Linked DNA regions of Mus musculus: region 2 is linked to region 1. The links are chromatin contacts, called in public Hi-C maps. All regions are on one chromosome and are shown on one strand. The core of a region is the stretch at or near the end of the contact, and the rest is flanking DNA. Distances in the headings are between cores, read along the strand shown.

The links. Hi-C and Micro-C count contacts between places; a contact is called where the count stands out from the background.
Region 2: a Hi-C map of cerebellar granule neurons shows a contact between it and region 1, with 1.9 times the contacts expected there. The contact joins the enhancer-like site here to the promoter of Tmtc4 in region 1. A contact is called at or near these places in 1 of 39 promoter capture datasets (neural stem cells), 3 of 484 Hi-C or Micro-C datasets (cerebellar granule neurons, cerebral cortex and forebrain), 7 of 115 datasets of contacts at active chromatin or transcription factors (T-cell acute lymphoblastic leukemia, embryonic basal ganglia, embryonic forebrain and 4 more) and 3 of 9 other capture datasets (adipose tissue, embryonic stem cells and liver).

Annotation. Positions count from the first base shown.
Region 1 is chr14:122,980,629-122,987,207 of GRCm38.p6, forward strand. It overlaps Tmtc4 (transmembrane and tetratricopeptide repeat containing 4), which reads right to left and starts at 2,655. Exons shown (of 18, transcript NM_028651.3): 1 at 2,544-2,655.
Region 2 is chr14:123,198,174-123,205,363 of GRCm38.p6, forward strand. All of the region lies in intron 1 of Gm33906 (a long non-coding RNA gene), which reads left to right. Among named protein-coding and RNA genes, the nearest start is that of AA536875, 33 kb to the left of the region's middle. Within about 2 kb of position 4,013, at least 89 of the 459 cell types and tissues checked have an H3K27ac peak or open chromatin away from gene starts, as enhancers often do. A contact at or near this core is called in cerebellar granule neurons, cerebral cortex, embryonic basal ganglia and 2 more, where this site is marked.

The DNA of each region.
Region 1 (6,579 bases), core at 1,405-3,904:
CCTGTGGGGACCAAAACCATAGAACACTATGGTGCAGGCATTCTATCCTCCACCCTTATGCCCAGTCTTCACTGGCTCTTGCCATCTCATGGAAGCATCTCTGCTCTGTCAGGGGACTTCCCCTAAGTCCAATGCCTTTGCTGCTTTGTTGCAGTGAAAATATTCAAATGCTCCCATTTGTTTAAAAGGCTTGTCTTTGCACATATAGCCAAACAGTCCAGAACATGCCTTTTATCAGAAAATGCAAAAAAGTCATAATGCATTAGAAAGCCATGTGATGTTCTCAGAATCCACTCCAGCAGTCCATAGCAATGATTCTGGAGACAGATGCACATGAACTGGTGGCTACATTTCCTTGAGCTACATTGTTTCCCTAAGGAACAGTCTTTAGGCTGTGGTAAGGACTGAGTGAAGCAATACAAGCAGTTAGTTAGTCTCTACTGTTTTGACCAATTCACAGTTCCTGATCACCTGCCTTAATGCTCATGGTGCGGTTTAACATCCAGCACTGCCCACCAGGTGACAGGGTGTACCAAATAAGAGGAACCCTTCTTTTGGGCAGATCTACAGCATACGACTTCCCAGGCAAGGAGACTTTGCATCCTATACAAATTTCACACCACACAAATAACCCTGATTCCAACTCTCCTTCCTCCAATAGGAAATGACCCTTGTTCTACAAATAAGGCCTGGTGCATGGGTAGATGAAACCATGCCCCACAAGGTGGCAGAGATCTTCATATCCCTGTCAGGGTATAGGAAAGAATACTTTGTTTCTGACTAAGCAACATGTCTTAATGGTCTTCTCCAGGTTATACCCTGACTGGGAGCCATGGCTCCTCAGCCACAGCCTGGATGGTAGCTCACTGTAAGGAGGTGCTAAACAGGATGTGCACAGTGGCTCCAGTTCCAGCAATGACCCATCTACACTGAACCTATTACTAGTAGTCTGAAGAGACAGTCACAGTAACAAAGCTTGTGTTCTGGTGTCTCCTGAACTCTCTGAACTGGCTCCTTAGAGAGGTTCAATGTGGAACAAACCAGTAGTCTCCATCCCCAATACTCAAACTCTTAATATTAAGCCTCGGTTTTATAGGGGGTTAAAATATATTCATCTGTCAATAATCAAAAGGTCAAAAAGACCTCAAACAATATCTCCCCAGAGGCTAAATGGCACTGAGCTGTGAACTGTAAGCTTCCGATAACAATGGTCACAGCAGCCCTGGCTGCAATGAGGCAGAGTGACCCAACCTAATTGATTCACCCCGGGAAAACGGGGAACCGGCTGCAGCCACCTAACTGGAGACTCTTCCACAGGCATGGAGAGCCTCTTGTCCTTTACATTAAGGGCAATGCATCCAGGGCCAGTTGCCCTTCAGGATGGAGGGCAACCTTGCCTCTAGAAATCAGATTAAATAATGTGATAGTTTCTGACCACCCGTATCTGGCACGATGCAGAGAGAGCTAGCACACATTGTGCTAGAGGCAAAGGAGCCAGCCATCCTCTGTAGTGATGGGCCAAAAGCAGAGTAAGGTGAATCCTGTTGTGACCCATCTTCCTAATTCAAGAAGTGGCTGCCCATCTGAGGTTTCACATTCAGAATTTCTGCCTCAGAAAGTTTCCACTTTGCTAGCATGTAACCATTTTCCCACCCAGGTGGGCGAGCATACCTCACTTTGCCCCAGTTCCACCTATAGTGCACAGCTTTCGGGGGATGCAGGTACAAGGGGCAAAAATGGTTCCAGTCAATCCTTACTATAATTCTCCCCATCCATCTGTTCACGGGGAGAGAGCAAAGTGTGGATGATTCAGTGGAGATATCTGTCCTCTAACTCCTCCTTTCTTTTGTGTGTAGTTATAAAAAGAAAGAAAACACAAACAGCCCACAGTCACAACATCAACAACCCAGACTCCCCGTGGAGTTCGCAGGAGGTGAGGCGGTTGCTACACCACCTGCTTGGCTCCCCCAACTCCTGGCAGCCGTTCCAGGCTCCCAGGCCAGTGGTACCAGCTTTGCTCCACAGTTGAGCGTAGAGTAACTGGCACTCCTGGCTCTGCTGGGTGGCTCTCCGTGTAACCCTGGGCGGGCGGCCAAGCTACCCGGCTGTGTCCAGCCGTCGCCCGTGCCTTGGCCAGCTGGCGACCAGGCGCGGGGACCCCGCGGCCAGGTGGCCGCTGCACCCGGTGGACTCCCGGGTTACAAAGCTGTTGCACGGCTGGGTCAGACAGTAGCAGGCAAGGGTCTGGCTCGGCGACCTCGGCCGTAGCAGGGCAGTGCCGGAGCTTGAGCTCGGGGCGCGCACCCTTACCGCGCGCTCTTTGTCCGGGGTGCGGCTTCTACCCAGGCGCAGACCGCCCGGGGCGGCGTCCGCGGGAGGCAGCTCGAGTGTCGGAGCTAACTCTAGTAGAGGTGCAGAGCTCGGGCGCCGCCCCCGGGCCCCAGCGCAGGGCTGGCGGCTCAGCTGAGAGCCCGGGAGCCCGCGCCCAACTCCGAGCGCCCTGCAGCTGCGCTCGGCCCTCAGCGGGCCGCCCCGCGCTTTACCTGCAAGGAGCACGAGCCGCGATCTCATCTCCCCTCCCGCGTGCTTAAACTCCGGCGGCTCCCCAGCCCGCCGCCGCCAGGGGAGGGGCTGCCCTCCCACTCCCACCCCGCCGCGTCCCGCCCCCCGCCGCGCCGCTTCCCACTCGCGGCTGCCCGCTCCCGTCTAGTCCCGCCTCCCGCCGCGGGACCATCGGTTGCCCTTTCCATCACTCACGCTCTCCTCTTCCGCTTATTGGTCCGTGTCGGAGTGACGTCGGAACAGAGCGCTCGCCACGAAGGAGGCGCAGGGGCAGACAGGCTTTGCTGGGAAGAGAAAGCGCAGCTGGGACGCGAAGCAGCAGCGGCGGTTCCCGGGCCTGGCCGCTGTTCCCTGCGGATCCGTGCGTTCTAAGCCTATTCCTGGCTTGTCTCGCACGTTCCGCCGAGGGCTGTGGAATCCCTGCAGAAAATCTCAACTCCACGCTTCTTTCTGTCTGAAGTTGTTGAAGAAATGTCCCCACTTTCTCCCTTTGAAACGGGAAGTGACTTCCTCCTCCTAAGGCCGTGCAACCTCAGGACTGCGCCTCCTTTGGAGCAGTGCCATACAGTCACGACCACTAGGTGCTACACCTCCCTCCTGATGGGAAGGTCACCCACTCAGTTTCCACTCCTAGTACTTATTTGTGCTGCCACCTTCAAGAGAAAAAACCTTTGTACTTTCCACTACCAGACTTACAGACCTCAAACCTCAATGACCTCCGACCCTCCTCAAAGCATCAGTCTCTGATCTGTCTCCCTCTTTGGAGTGGAGTCCGCATCCTCAGCACCAAGTGACTTCCAAGCTTTCCTCTGCTCTATGTGTCACCCTGCCTTTCGCTGCCCTTCATCGCTGAAGCAGAGTGCTTCTCCCCTCCCCCACCCCCACCTCCACCCCCAACCACAGCTGTTTCCAACTTCATTCATTTGGCTTTCATTCAGGGAAACTGCATTTGCCAGTCACCTCTGCTGTCTTCTGCCCTTACTAAGGCCAGAGGACATTTTGCTTCCCAATGCTACCTCATCTCACAATTTCCTCCTCCTTAAAATGCCCTCTTCTTTATGCCTATTGCCTTTTCTCTCTCCTGTCCCCCTCCCCCACCCCACCCCCAAGTCTATTTGACTGGCTTGCCTGCCCTGAATGATCGCTAAGAGTTTTAAAAGCCTCATCCTTTTCTCCTACTCCACAAATTTCCCTGTATGATTTAATCTGCTGCCAACACTCCAATCAATACATTTCAGATTTACACTTCTTTTCCTTGCTTTCTCGGAGTTCAAACCTATTTATCTAGTTCCCCACTTAGCTTCTCCCCTTGTATATGCCACCACATCTCAAATAGTAAGACATCCGTCATGCTTTCTCTGCCTTCCTTCTGGTGGTCTGTGACAGCCAGAGTATCACAAACCAAAGTCGGCTTTAGTCCTGGCATCTAATGAATGGTCAAGGTCCTGATTTATAAGTGCCTCTACCTTTATATGCCTCCTCCACCAACTGACTGATTGTTAGGAATATAAGTTTAAAGAAATTGTGTAACTTAGTAACAATTTTGTGCGACTTGCAATAATGCAATGTATGTGAGATAGAAATTGCCCACCAAGAGGCAGGCGGATTTCTGAGTTCGAAGCCAGCCTGGTTTACAAAGTGAGTTCCAGGACGGCCAGGGCTATACAGAGAAATCAATATCTCTAAAAACCAACAACAACAAAAACAAACAAACAAAAAAAGCAAGCAAACAAACAAGCAAAAAGAAACTGGCCACCAGGCAGCTCTGATAGGAGCCAGGCCACAATTACAAGCTCCAGGCTGGCCACCTGGCAGCTTGAATACAAGTCAAGTCCAGGACAGGTTTTACTAAGCTAATGAAATACTCCCCAAGGTAGACACTTCCTATGCTGGTCAACTAGTCACAATCTGTGAACCCTGATAGCACAAATCTACCATCTAATGAAGTAATACATAAATTGAAAGATTGGGAGTGGTCTCTACTCTAGGATCAAACTGTCCTGCTCCAGAGACAAGGCTTCTCTAACCTCAGTGTGGATTCCCATCAGCAAGAAGACTTGAGACTGTGTATGGCCCTGGCCTCAGTGACCATTGAACTTCTGGCACTGTGTGTCACTGGGCCCACACAGGCCTACCTGTGATGGCTCCTGGCCTATGCTCACAAGGACCTCCTAGGATCTCCTTCAGTGCCATCCCCAGCCTGCCACAGTTGAAGGACTTCATGGAGGATGAAGATCAAGCCTATGAGAAGATTTCCCTGTGAATCCGTCCCTGTACATGGTGTTTCTGCCCAAACAACTGCTCCTGCTCCATGATATGTCTAAGCGTGATATTATATTAGCATGGTATTATAATGAATGTTTGTATGAGTAAACAAAACATATTTGAAAGACAAATTTATGTAGACATCCTAATTGCCAAGTGCCTTTCAGCCCCATAGGCCATACCCTCCACACTACTACATGTACAAGTTAAGTAAACATTAGATTTGAAATTAATGTTTAATAGAGAATTTAAAATACTTTAAAGCCTTATAAATCATCAATTTTTACATCTTGGACTGAAGCTGATTTGTTTACAGCTTGGGGAGTGGTTATCAATTTTGGGTTTTAGGACATTTTAGACCAAAGCTGATTTGGTTATAGTTTAGGGAATGGTTATAGTGTTTGGCATTTAACATGTTGAGCTCTGAAATGTTTACATTTTAGGTGGATTCAGTTAGTGTGACTAGGGGTTTTTGTTGTTGTTGTTGTTGTTGTTAGCATTGTCTAAACTCCACCCCCACAGTTACCTGGCAACAGCCAGGTATGCTCCTCCCCACAGTTACCTAGCAAAAAGTCAGGTAGGCCTGACCCACTATAAAAAAGGATGCTTGCCCCCTCCTCCCTCTCTTGATCTCTTACCTCTCTCTTGTTCTTGCTCCCCCTTTCCCCATTCTCTTCCCTTTCCCCTCTCTCCACGTGCTCATGGCCATGGCCAGCCTCTGCCTTTCTCTGCCTCTACTACCCTCTTAACTCTCCTCCCCATGCCCTGAATAAACTCTATACTATACTTTCATGTGGCCAGTCCCTCAGGGGGAAGGGAAGCCTCAGCATGGGTCCGTTGAGACATTCCCGACCCCCCCCCAATACATCACCCCCACACCCTCTCCCCAGCATAGAACATAACCCCCTCTCTGTTTATCTTTTTATAAACACATCATTTTTAAAGTCTTAATGAGATCCCCTTGACCCAAAGGAGAAGATAAGGAACTCGGAGCCTCTTTGACTTAAAAACAAAACCAAACCAAACAAAAACAAAACCAAAACCAAAACCAAAACCAAGATTATTTATAACTGTGTAGGTGCAGGTGCCCACAGAGCCCTAAAAGGGTGTCAGATCTCCTGGAGCTGGAGTTCTGGACATTTGTTTCCACTGCAAATGTAATACAGGCTCTTAACCACCTCTCCAGTCTCACAAGTTCCCTTTTTGCTTTTCACCCTAGCTCACTCGACAAAAGTTCCACTTAAGAGTGTATAGTGGGTAGCAGCACCCACCCTTGAAGTCCACCTAGCAAAGATTAAAGAGTGGCAAGAGATCTCCACACCTGTTCTCAAACATGTACATTCCAGAAAGAGAGACAAAACACGCAAACTTGTACTCATAAGGCTAAACAATTAAATGGTGAGTACCTAGAAAGTACTAGAAACTGCTAGAAAGGAAGTGCAGATGACAGAGGGGTCATTGTCTAAAAGTGCCATAAAATAGAGCAGTCTCAGAAGTGCTTTTTAAAGAAAGCTAAATATTGTTATGAACCATGTACTCAGGAACTTCGTCCAGCAAAAAATACCCTTTCTTTCATGTCATAGATGTGTAGCATGCTCCACACAGTCACTAATGAACTCAGGGCCTTTTACCCATGCTGTGGCTCCAGTCTTTGCCTTCAAGCCCTGGCTTTCCAGTTTCTACACACTATGTGGAGAAGATGGGAAGTGCCTGGAAGTGATATACATTCCCAATCCATTGGAGTAAGCCAGC
Region 2 (7,190 bases), core at 2,763-5,262, 220 kb after region 1:
TTGAGATCAAACCTAGGGCATTATGCATATTAGGTAGATGCTCTGCTATTAAGCCCCAACTTCAGAACCCTGGACATAGGACTTCTCAGGCTTTTACAGACACTAAATGTCTAATCACATGCTTCTTTTCCTCTCTCTCTGTTGAGAAGCATCTTGAACAACACACAGAACAGATGATTAGTTTGAAAATGTATTAAAATAATTTAAAATGTATTAATCTCAAGGTAACAGACATAGGCTAATATTCTTAGCATGTAGGAAGTAAAGACAGGAAGATAAATAGTTCAAGGTCACCCTGAACTCAGGGGCAGTATCTGACTTTAGGTATATGCACTAAATAATTAGAAAATTAAAACCTCTTTTGGTTTGTGTTAATCAAATTTATACATAACATTAGCCCAACATTTCTTTCTATATTTCTTTAAAAATATATTTTCAGGTTGCAATATAATTACTTCATTTCCCCCTTTCCTTTCAAAACTCCAAACCCTCACATATACCCCTCCTTGCTCTTTTACAAATTTACAGTCTAAAAAAAATTAATCATTTGTATGCATATACGTATATGTTGGTTTTGGAATTTATTTCCCGTGGTGTGCCAAGTGTTCTTTTTAAAATATGGCACCCATTTAAAATATTTATCTGTTTGATCATTTTTCATATGTTGCACAATATGTATACAGCTCATGCTGAGTGGGTCTCCTTTGTGCTTATATATATAAGAATCGCCTGTGGAGTTTATAACCATAGCCACAACTGCTTCCCATTCCCTGCTACTACACAAGCATCTCTGAGGTAGTGAATGGCGCTTTCATCTGAAAAAGGGCTCCTTGTGGATTGGAAGAAATCACCTACTTGCTGAGGGCCAGGCACTAGATTTGGTACCACAAGAAGAAAGAAAATTAGATTTGGGAACCACATCCTTTAAGCTCTTTGGAACCCCTCAGCAACTTCTTTTGTGTCCAGTCAGCTCATCACCAAATGTACCATACCCCAAGACCCCAAAATTATTGCATAAAATATTTTTCTTAATTAGAAAATGCCAGATGTAAGCATTGGATTCTTGGCCTTAAAACCTCAGACACCAGACTGTCTGGCTCTACCCTGCATGCCTGGCAAACTGAGTGCACGGTGTCTGGCACACAGACACGAACCAGGAGATGTTTTTGTTGAATGAACAATTGAACAAAGGAGCAATGCTTGCTGGAAAGCAATTGTTTGCTAACTTGAGACTTTCAATTATCAGGGATGAAAAAAACAAGCCAGAGGCAACATTCCTAATTCATCAGAAATCACTCAGAAGGAAGGCTGTTATTACAATTCCTAAGTCGATTACACTTCAAGCATATTAGAGTCCTCACTGCCAAAAAGCACACATCCTTAATACAAAGTAGAATAAATTAGCTCTCTTCCTATCTTACAGATTTTGTTGCATTTTTCTATTCTTCATTCCTTCTTTCCTTTCCACATCTCTCTCCCTCCCATCTCTCTTTCAGAAGAGATTATCAATTCTGACACCGGAAGAGAAAAGACGTTAAGCATCAAGTCAAGGTGTCTAGAGTGGAGCTAGGTCAGGCAGCAGCATGAGGATGAGAACTATGTGAGATACCATATCTCACAGTAATTTTTCTCATCATGCAAATACGTTGTTCACTAGTTGTGGGATATTGGGAGCAGAATCCAGTCCTTTAGAGAAAGGAATGACTAGAGGTAGTCAGGTCTCATAGCCTCAGTCATCCATGTTGGAGCTCAGGTTAGCTCCTACAGAAAGGAAAAATGAGGGGGGAAGTAACTGGTGTCTTATCAACGGGAAGGCAAAAGCCAGAGATGGTTCCAGCTGAGTTGCTCATCTCCTGCATACAGGCACCAAGTCTACCGAGCGTAGCTGAGCTTCTATTCTCCTGCTTAAGTAAGTTCAATACAATTGGAATGATTTGGGTCCTAAAGTTTTGTTTTTTCATGTTTGTGAACAATCTGCACATAAATAATTTCATTTGGTGTTATTTTAATGCTACAGACAGCCAGAACAAACACTTTTGTCTCAAGTTTTCGATTAAGGAGGGAAGGATATCACATAACACATCCAAAGGTTGAAGGATAGGCGAGGAGATAACATCAGAATTAGGTTGCATTCTCAGCCAGGTGTTCTCTGTACCAACAGTTCTTCCCATGCTTCCCAGAGGCAGAGCACGGGTGGTTCTATTGTCATGTGGATGCACTGACAGGGGTCCTCACATTCTGTAGACATTTCTAAGAAGTCCATTCTAGTGAAAGCCTACAGTTTGTTTTGCCTTGGTGCAAAGTAGGAGAGCCAAAGAACAGCAGATTGCTCTACTCTCTACTAGAGATATCATGACCAAAGAATGGGTTAAAGAAAAGGGAAATGATGGTGATCATGTAAGAAGAGTATTGTGTTTGAAAGTAGGGCAATAGAGCTGGGTGTGGTGGCACACACCTTTAATTCCAGCACTTGGGAGGCAGAGGCAGGCAGATTTCTGAGTTCGAGGCCAGCCTGGTCTACAGAGTGAGTTCCAGGACAGCCAGGGCTATACAGAGAAACTCTGTCTCAAAAAAGCAAAACAAAAACAAAACAAAACAAAAACAAAAACAAAAACAAAAAAGTAGGGCAATTGAGAGATTTCCTCCTTGCTTACCAACAGACAAGTTAGCTTGCTGCCACAAACATATGTACATGTGTATGTGTGCATGCGTGCATGTGTGTGTGTGTATGTGTGTGTGTATGTGTGTATACATGCACATAATCACATGCTGCATAATAACAGATTGGTCAAGGGCAGACTTTGAATAGGGTGGTGATCATATAAAATTGTATTATTGAATGATATTTTATCTTAGTTCATGTAACTACATTCTATAGTTTCACAGTGATAAAATTATGTAACCAAGCGTGTATCAGAATGTATATTTATTATTAAGCAAAACATGGTCATACTTAATTCACATTTATATTATTAATATGTGAATGTGTACATATGCATATTTGTCCTGTTTGTGTGTACATGTTTAAATATGCCATAAAGTCTATGAATTAGAAACTGCTAATTATTCATAGAGCATCTTAATGCCAGTTTCTAAGCCCCAATCATAGTAAGCTACATGATGAGTTATCTAGAATATTATAACTAAATCACTATACACCGAGACGAGCCACTGTCCTTTTTAAGTGTGGTCAAAGAAATGTGAGAGTTATGGAGGACTGGAGGAAAGCTGTGATAACCGGGGACACAAGCTGTAACCTACGAGGATGGGCAGAATCTGAACTGACATTGCACCATCTCTTAATTTCTAACTTGGAGAATGGGTGGGTATGGCAGGAATAATGGCACATCCTGTAAAGGAGAGAACATGGCTGGCTTCACAGTCACAGAGTTGAAGAAGAGGATTCAGCAAGAACTGAAGTTGATGCTAGCCAACAAGGTGAATAGGCAGATAAACAGTTATCAAAGCCCATAAATGTGGCTGCCTCTAGATTCCACTTTCTAAATTGGCACATAGTTTCTCAGAATTATATGGGCAAAGAGACTCTGGGAAAATGTAATTTGAGCTGAGTTGTGTTGACAGCCCAAGGCACGGTGCCCTGATCTGCTTTGGACTATTTGCTAGACTCAGGAGATGCCTCTGATCAGTCCCTTCATGCGCAGAGATCCTTTTTGTAGGCTTTCAGAACGTTCCTAGATCTTCCAGCCTCTCTGCCCTGCAGCAAGCCATTCTAACAGTCTTTTCCTTTTCCTTGTCCCCCGAGGCTCGTGAAACATCTCCACTCTCTTACTCCCACTTATTTGTATTCTCTCTGGCTCTCCCATCCCTCTTTAGCTGATGTGGCTGGGTTCCAGGCACGACCCTGGCACAGACTCAACCTATCTTGGCTTTGAGAATGGGAACCTCATGGTTCAGATATTTGCCCTATTTCCTCTTGAGTTTTAAGCGGTGCTTCTACAGAGCTTGGCACACGCCGTGCTTCTGCAGTCCTCCGTCCCTCGTTAAGGAGCCTCTCTTATACACATCTCCTTTTGTGGCGGGTGCTGACGGATGGCCCTGACTTTGAGTAGATCATAGCATTTTCCCCACAAAGAGGAGCAGTGTGCTTTGGCACAGCTGCCTGGTATCCTTCCTAGAATGCTAGAAGGAAGCAGATATTCATTTAGTTTTGGCCAGTTTCTCTTTGTCTAATTTGCCCCATTTGGCTTGCTTTGCTGGCTCTAGTCTTTTAGAAGGCGATAGAGAAAACTCCTCCTCTTGGTTCATGAGCATAAACCTAAGCACGTCAGCATGAGCCTGACTGAGACAAAGATTTACATAAACATCTCTGAGCCTTCAGAACTGTAAGAATATGCCCCTGCTCCAGATGCAGGGCATCTATGCACAAACCCCACATGGAGATCACAGTCCGCTGACTCGTGGATGGCTACCTGGAGAAAAGCCACAATTCAGGATAAATGACTCTGCAAATTAGAGACAAGAGAACCAGAAGCCCCTATTCTTTTGGAACAGCTCATAATTTGGGCAAGTAGCCACAGACACATTTTTGAGGTGAGGAAAGCTACATATTATTCACAATAAAAGTATCCTTAGCATTTTCAGAATAAGTAATATCCATCTCTCAATTAGAGTTAACAGCTAATCAGTGTTCAGCAGGGTAGCACAGTCCTCATCGAACAGCAGGCAGCTTGTTTTATTTTTTTCAGTGCTGCTTAAAGATTATTTGAAAAATCTCCTTCTGAGACCAGTGTGCGGGAAACCACCTACCCCCAGTCAGAATTTAAAGTGATCCAAAATACAATATTAATGATTGATGCTGCATCTCACAGTTTGGCGCTGGGGTTTAATTAGATAAGCATTGCAGCTGTTTTTGGGTGGAGGCAACTTGATAGGGCACAAAGCTGTTGTGTGACTTCCCATCTTCAGGGTATCTATTCAAGTGGAAACAGAAGCAAACTACTAAGAATGATGTCTCTCTCTCTCTCTCTCTCTCTCTCTCTCTCTCTCTCTCTCTCTCTCTCTCTGTGTGTGTGTGTGTGTGTGTGTATCTGTGTGCTGAAATGGCTGTTATGTGACTTTGGATCTACAGGTTAACTATTCAAATGGAAGCAAAAGAAAGATACTAAGAATGATGATGATGATGATTCTGTGTGTGTGTGTGTGTGTGTGTGTGTGTGTGTGTGTGTGTGCGCGCGCGCGCGTGCGTGTGCTCGAGCACATGCTGACATGAGTAAAAGCATTATTTTAGCCTGTGTGTGGGAAGCATTTTGTCATTAAAACATGGGTTTGGCTCTTCCATTCATTCGATGCAGAACTTAGCAAATATAAACGTCTCTCAGTTGCTACCAAGCCCTGTGGAAAGAAAGAACTGACATTTTTATATCTGTGGGTAGATATGGCTTTGAACATAAGCCTTCCTGCTTAAAACCAGTCCCTCTTCATCCATCAGCACCATGCCAGTCTAGTGCTTGTCTTGCCTGTGCAAATAATACCTGAAAACAGACTACTACTGACTTGCTCTGTTTTCTTTAAATCTTGCAGAAATTTAAACTTGAGTGAATAGAGTTTCACCTAACTTAGTCAAACCGAATTTTAACATTTAGTTTTCAAGGAGTTTGGAGTCTTGAGTCTACTGTACCTCAAACTAGATATAACTAAAATATACTATATAGCCTCTGTCTACAGCTAAGCTGTATGTGCATGCATGTATGGCCTCTAGTCACATGGCTCATCTAAATAATTTGTTAAAGCTCATTGCATATTAAGCATGCAAAATTTTGAGAATATATCCCTTCTCAAAGACGGAGGCCGGACTCTGCACATTGATATCTTTAAGGGGGTAGAGAGATGGCTCTGTCTGTTAAAGTGCTTCATGAAAAGCCAGTATAGCTAATTGGGGAGTTTCAGATTCAATGAGAAATTTATCTAAAAAAATAAGGTGGAAGGTGATAGAAGACACCTGACATTGACCTCTGGCTTCCACAGGTGTACTTAGGCACACATACCATACACAGACATGCACATCTCACACACGCACACACATACACCATGGACAGACATGTACATCACACCACACACACACACACACACACACACACACACACACACACGCACACATACCACACATACACAGACACATGCATGCACACATATCACACACACATACTACACACACATACACAGAAACACACATGCACACATATCACACACACCACACACACACACACATATCACACACACATGCACACACCACAGACATGTATATCACACACACACCATACATGCACAACATACACACAGAGGCACACATATCTCACACACACACACACACACACACACACACACACACACACACACACCAAAAAGGAAGCTAGCCTAGGTGTTTTATGTAGGGGAATAATTATTATTTCTTAGTTATCTTATAAAATTCTTATTTTATTATTGAGAATATTAACAATTTTAAAAATTGAGGTTGCTTGTGAATGCTATGGATTATTATTTTCATTGCATAAGATGCTGTCTGATATTGATTGCCAACTTGACATGGTTTCGAATCACCTAGGAGACCAGCCTCTGTGCATGCTTGAGAGGGATTTATCTAGATTTGGTTAGCTTTTGAGAATATCTGAGAGGCTTTATCTAGATTAGGTTAATTGGTATGGGAAGACTCATCCTAACTCCCTCACACATTAAAAAGAGTGAGGTATTTGGGTTTCCAAGGCTTTTCCTAATGGTAATATACAAAATGTCTGTCTAACTATGGGGTGGTTATAAAGGATGTAGGGTTTTTGTTGTTGTTGTTGTTGTTGTTTTTACACAGATACAGAGACAAAGGTAATGAAATGTCCTGAATGATAGACTAAATTACAAACCAAAAACTTGGGTGGGGGGTTTCTGGTTCCAAGGTGACAGTTACTCCTTTGTGTATAGCTGATTGTCTTTGCAGACAGTGTGCAAAATAGATGGAAATTAGAAGTAGACAACTCAGATGTGATTGACTTTGTTATTGCAGAGTGTAGACGTCAACAAAATAGGTAATTCATTAGGGCAGATCAATAAGCTCAACATCAGGGATGCCAAGAGGTACAGTGCAGATAACTATTCTGCATATACATAGAAGTTGTAGATACTGCAGATTTTATTTTTCTTTTTAAAAATGAGCATCTGCCTTGCAGAAATGACTGCTGACC